Regions from separate parts of the Mus musculus genome. Here region 1 is linked to region 2. A link is a contact called in public Hi-C data. All regions are on one chromosome and are shown on one strand. Each heading gives the region's core, a stretch centred on a gene start, on an enhancer-like site or on the middle of the called end of the contact. The rest is flanking DNA. Distances are from core to core; before and after follow the strand shown. Region 1 has its middle 8.5 kb from the start of Mir710. Region 2 has its middle 64 kb from the start of Gm35521.

Region 1 (2,700 bases), core at 192-2,691, 170 kb before region 2:
GAGCTAAGAGTATAGCACTATACTAAGAGTATCGTATCATATCGTATCGTATCGTATAGAATGTCACTAGCATTTATTTTATTGCCATACTCTTTTAGCAGAACACTAGTATTTGGTTTTCTCCTAGGTCCCTGGCCTAACTAGTTTCAGGTTCTTGACCAGCTGAGACATGTTACACATGGACTCTGTCTCATAAAACAGGCCTTTGGGTCAGTGTTCTATCGCAGCGGTGTAAAAGCAAACTGTGACACTGGCGTGTGCCTAAAATTGTCCATATGGAATTTACTATGCTTTTCTTTCCAGAAAGTGTCCTTAACGACAGCTATTCCTTTATTTTCTTTTAATGTGATTTTAAAAATCTCAAATCTGAGGCATTTGCTCCACTGGGGACTACTACCTGTGGGAAACTTGATGCCAAAATATTTTCACAAATATACAAATGATGTCTGTGTTGGCTAAGGAGGTCACCCGCTCAGATCTCCTTTCAAGAGAATGTGTTGCACAGATGTAGCTCTGCAGACAGCTTCCATGTGCTGCCCCGAATAGTCGGCTAGAATGTTTCCTGGAGGCCAGGTTCATTGAACATGACTACAACTTCTGTAATACAGTGGTTCTCAACCTGTGGGTTTCAACCACTGTAGGGGTTGAATGACCCTTTCATAGGGGTGACATATCAGATATCCTGCATATCAGATATTTTTATAGTGGGGCGGCTCACCACAACATGAGGACCTGTATCAAAGGGTTGCAACATTAAAAGTTGAGAACCACTGATCTGGTAATTGAGCTATGGCAGGGCTAGAGTGTAGCCATTGCTACTCAACTCAGGATCCTCTGGGAACAGTCTTTGGCCTGAAGCGCCACTTAGCAGAGACTCTCATATTCAAACTTCAGTTGGAAACTCCTGAAAACATCTCTTTCTCCCCCCCCCCCCTCTCTTTTTCTCTCTTGCTACAAGCATCAGAACAGCACCATGGTCTGGAAGCACTCAGACATGTAAAATAGAAATAATCTGAACAGGTATGCTGAACACGCAGAACAAGGTAGAGTCTCTGTGTATATGTGCATGTACTTATGTTTCTGGGGATCAAGCAACCCATCGTTATCAGACATACTATAAAGCACTCTGCCATGGAATTACTGAGTCATATCCGATACCTGAAGTTGAATAACTTTAATGGTCTGGTTGCAAGTCCAGGCACAAGTTTCAAGGGCTCTACATCCAGTGGCTGATTTCTCCTTCCTGAATTCCAACTAGCACAGTGTAGTCTTGTTTGTGTCTGGGGAAAGAAACCTGTAACTGACTCCCTCAATTCCTATAGCTTGTTTAGAAACTACAAGTTAGAAAAAGCTAAAAACAGCTCACTATAGTCCTTGATGAGCTGTCTATGAATGTGCCTGGACATTTTCAGTCTCTGACTCATGTCTACCGATCCACAAATGTCTGACTGCAGTGGCCATACAGCGAGAAGTAAACACAGCAATTTACCAGTTCAGCGTTATTAGCCAGCTGACTAACCTACTGTTTTTCCTAGAACAGTCAGTCTGCCATGCATGTTTTAACAAGGCAATGATTAAAAATATGACTAATTGAGCTTTGGTAGAAAGCGTTCATAATGTTCTGTTCAAGAAATGAAATGAGTCAATGCTGACTTTTGGACATTGATAAAGCAGGGGCATTGCCGCAATACCGTGCAGCCATGGCCTTTATCAAGCTGCTGAGCATGGCTGCCTGACTCTTAACAGCAGTGGGGATTTTGATCAGTGTCAGGCTGATGTGTTTCGTGTTTTCAAATTCATGTCCCAAGACAAGGTGACATTATTTATAGGTATTTGTAATCATGAAATTTTAAGAGTGCGGGAAAAGCAATCAATGGCTATTGTCCAAGTTGATTAAAAGTAAACCAATTTCACATAAAACTACCTTTCCACTCAGGCTTTAACAGAGCTAAGGCTGGCTACGGCTGTGGAGGGAGATAGTGGAGTGCTTGCTTGAGCTCTGAAATAAAGTGGCAAAATGTAATTATTGACTTTGCTTTGGATTTCCTGTTAAGATGAAAATTATTCAAAAATGTTTTTTTTTCTGTGTTAAAAAATGTGTTTTGAAAAAATGACTATTGACATTAAAGTGACTGGTCATCCCCCACCTCCATCCCTTCCTTCATTTTGCAACCTGGTAGAAATAGGGAGCTTTCAAAAGAAAAACAGAAGCACATTTTTTCTTGTTCTGTGTTTGTCTCAGTTCTGCATTAATCATGAACTATAATAAAACATAAGCAGCATCTGATTTTCAGTAAGCAGTTATTGTGCTGTATGTCAGCATCGTCGTAAGCGCTGGAGGTTGGATGTCAGGGAAACCTGATGAAGTGAGTCCGGAGGGAGCACAAAGGTGACACGAAGTGGCATGTAAATATGTATGAAGTTGCCTCCGCAATGTAACATGTACTCTGGGGGATAAGAAAACTGTAAGGTGGACTTCATGGGAATGGGTAAGCCACGTATTGTTAGGGGACCACGAGACTCTTCTTCCAAGCCTGGTGAGGACTACACTGAGATGCTTAAATAACCTCAGCTATAACTCTTTACTGATGATAGTGAAGATGATATAAAGAAATGCTGTTCTGTGTGCTCATTTGATTTGATCATGCTTAGCTTTAAGTGATTTAAATAATTCAAATGTATTTAAATGTGCAAAACTCT
Region 2 (2,700 bases), core at 69-2,568:
CAAAGTCCAGGGCCTCTCCTCTCATTGATGTCCCACAAAACCATCCTCTGCTACATATGTGACTGAAGCCTTGAGTCCTTCCTTATGTACTCTTTGGTTGGTGAGACTCCCCCTTTTCAACCACTAAACAGCTGTAATTTTTTGTGTTGTTGTTCTTTCTTTATTGCAGTGGGAGAGCAGTGTGTGTGTGATACCTACTGTCTTCCAAACTCACAAAGAATCCACCAGAATAAGAAAATGGACTATTTAAAACTATGTTACATTATGATTTTATCTTAGCTTATCAGATAATGTGACAACTGTCTTGAAGGCTAAGTAGAAATCTAATGTGGATTCTACCACGACACCTTGAAAATTCTATACTAATGATTTATTGTGATGCTTACTATGAAAACTCACATTAGAAGAACTTAATTTTTAGCACTACTTTTAAAAGTAACTAATCTCGAAACCCCTACAAAACAATCTCTCATTAAATAATATCCATCAAATAAATAATTTATTAGTTGTGTAACAATGTTTAGAAATTTAAAGTGCATGGACTGGCTCAGTCAGGAAAACACCTCTTGCATAAGCATTAGGATGGCCTGAATTCAGACTCAGCTTTCATGTAAAAGCCAGACACAGTGTTGCACACCCCTAACTATGTAGCTCAGGCTATATAACTGGGTTAAAATTTTGGTTAGTCTCAGAAGCTTATTGGCCAACCAACCTAACTAAATCATAAGTTATAGAGTCAATAAAAACAAAAAATAAAAAAAGAACCCCCAAAATGCTTTCTAACAAAATGAGATGGAGAATGTCTTACACACACACACACACACACACACACACACAAAAACCCCTCATACATGCACACCCTCATTATAAACCCATATACCCACCTAAAAGCCCCACATCCCACATCCCCCCAGAAACAACCCCTACCCCCACACTGTACCCACACATACCACACACATGCAAACACCCCTCACATATATACAAACAGACATATAACACACACACAAACACACACCACATACTCACACACCCACACATACACCACACATACACACACACACATACCCCCAACTCCCAAATACACACATACCCATACCATACACACATATATCCACACGTATCACATTCATACATGCCATATCCCCTCCCCAGAAACTCATACCCGTCCCCTCTCACATACACCCACTACATACAAGCACACACTACTCATTAACATACTCACACACAAATATACAAGCATACAACACGCACTACACATAAACACACAACACACATTAACACATACACATCCATACATACTACACACACATCCATACACATTACACTTAAACATACAACACATATTAATACACACTCACACACACACACCACCATACAGCACACACACTTTAGAATTATTTTATTTACGTTCACATTTGATATCGTGAACTTGGAAGAAACACAAGTGCTTAGAGTGGGAGAATAAGGCTGGCTTTTAAAAGCTAATTCTAACAAGACTAAGACTCATGTTTCACTGGACTTGGCAGTGTCTCTTTTCTCTCCTTCATTCTTGCGTAACTCTTTGGATGGCATGTATTGATCAGGATTGCTGTGTGGTTTGTGCTAGAGGATGGAGAACATTAAAAGAGGCATTAGTCATAACTTCCTCTTCTATAAAAAATGCAATCATGACACAGAAACTGACGTGCATGAGTGCGTGAAAGAGGGGTTAGTGATGGCTGACCCTTCCTAAGGACTCCTCCTTAATGAGTTCCCTAAAAATTTACCCAGGAATCCTCTTCCTGAGCAATTCCTCTAAGGCATTTAAAAAATATTTTTAATATTTATTTATTCATTTTATGAATGTGAGTACACTGTAGACACACCAGAAGAGGGAATTGGATCTCACCTCATACAGATGGTTGTGAGCCCCCATGTAGTTTCTGGGAATTGAACTCAGATCCTCTGGAAGAGCAGTCAGTGCTCTTAACCACTGAGCCATCTTTCCAGCCCCGCATTGTTTTATTTTGACTGTGCCTTTTTTCTTGTTGAGGCTGTTGGTGAGTGTCCCCCAAGGAGTGTCTACACACTCCTCATCACATACCTACAGGCTCCCCATGTGGCTCTTCTTGTCCTTTCCAGTCTTAGGTCTCAATACCATTCGAGAACAGAGTTGATTTTCCACCAAACTGCATGGAACACTATTTTTTGACACACTTAAGGCATCACACCCTGGTTTACATCATTATTCTTCCTTCCTTCCTTCCTTCCTTCCTTCCTTCCTTTCCTTCTTCCTTCCTTCCTTCCTTCCTTTCTTTCTTTCTTTCTTTCTTTCTTTCTTTCTTTCTTTCTTTTTGTTTTTTTTTTTTTTTTTTTTTTTTTTTTTTCGAGACAGGGTTTCTCTATGTAGCTCTGGCTGTCCTGGAACTCACTTTGTAGACCAGGCTGGCCTCAAACTCAGAAATCTGCCTGCCTCTGCCTACCGAGTGCTGGGATTAAAGGCATGCGCCACCATGCCCGGCTTTATTCTTTCTGTTTCTCAAATTTATAGTCCAAATCCATTCACCACCCACAGCACAGACAGGGTAGTTGCTATTTCATCAAGTCTTTACTCCTCTCAGGAGTGATCCTCCCGTGCTTACATCATCTTGAGAAGTGTACTTCTTTAGAAGTGTCTTTTTGAACTTAGTTTTGAAGAAGGCTCTCATGTACCTTAGATAG

Evidence for each region. A called contact is a pair of places that touch in the nucleus more often than the background predicts.
Region 1: a contact with region 2 is called in a Hi-C map of adipose-derived mesenchymal stem cells, with 2.2 times the contacts expected there. The contact joins two enhancer-like sites. A contact is called at or near these places in 5 of 484 Hi-C or Micro-C datasets (the AML12 cell line, adipose-derived mesenchymal stem cells, cortical neurons and 2 more), 1 of 115 datasets of contacts at active chromatin or transcription factors (embryonic stem cells) and 1 of 9 other capture datasets (embryonic stem cells).

Annotation. Positions count from the first base shown.
Region 1 is chr8:64,521,627-64,524,326 of GRCm38.p6, reverse strand. No RefSeq gene overlaps it. Among named protein-coding and RNA genes, the nearest start is that of Mir710, 8.5 kb to the right of the region's middle. Within about 2 kb of position 1,441, at least 51 of the 459 cell types and tissues checked have an H3K27ac peak or open chromatin away from gene starts, as enhancers often do. A contact at or near this core is called in adipose-derived mesenchymal stem cells, where this site is marked.
Region 2 is chr8:64,356,164-64,358,863 of GRCm38.p6, reverse strand. No RefSeq gene overlaps it. Among named protein-coding and RNA genes, the nearest start is that of Gm35521, 64 kb to the left of the region's middle. Within about 2 kb of position 1,318, at least 9 of the 459 cell types and tissues checked have an H3K27ac peak or open chromatin away from gene starts, as enhancers often do. A contact at or near this core is called in adipose-derived mesenchymal stem cells, where this site is marked.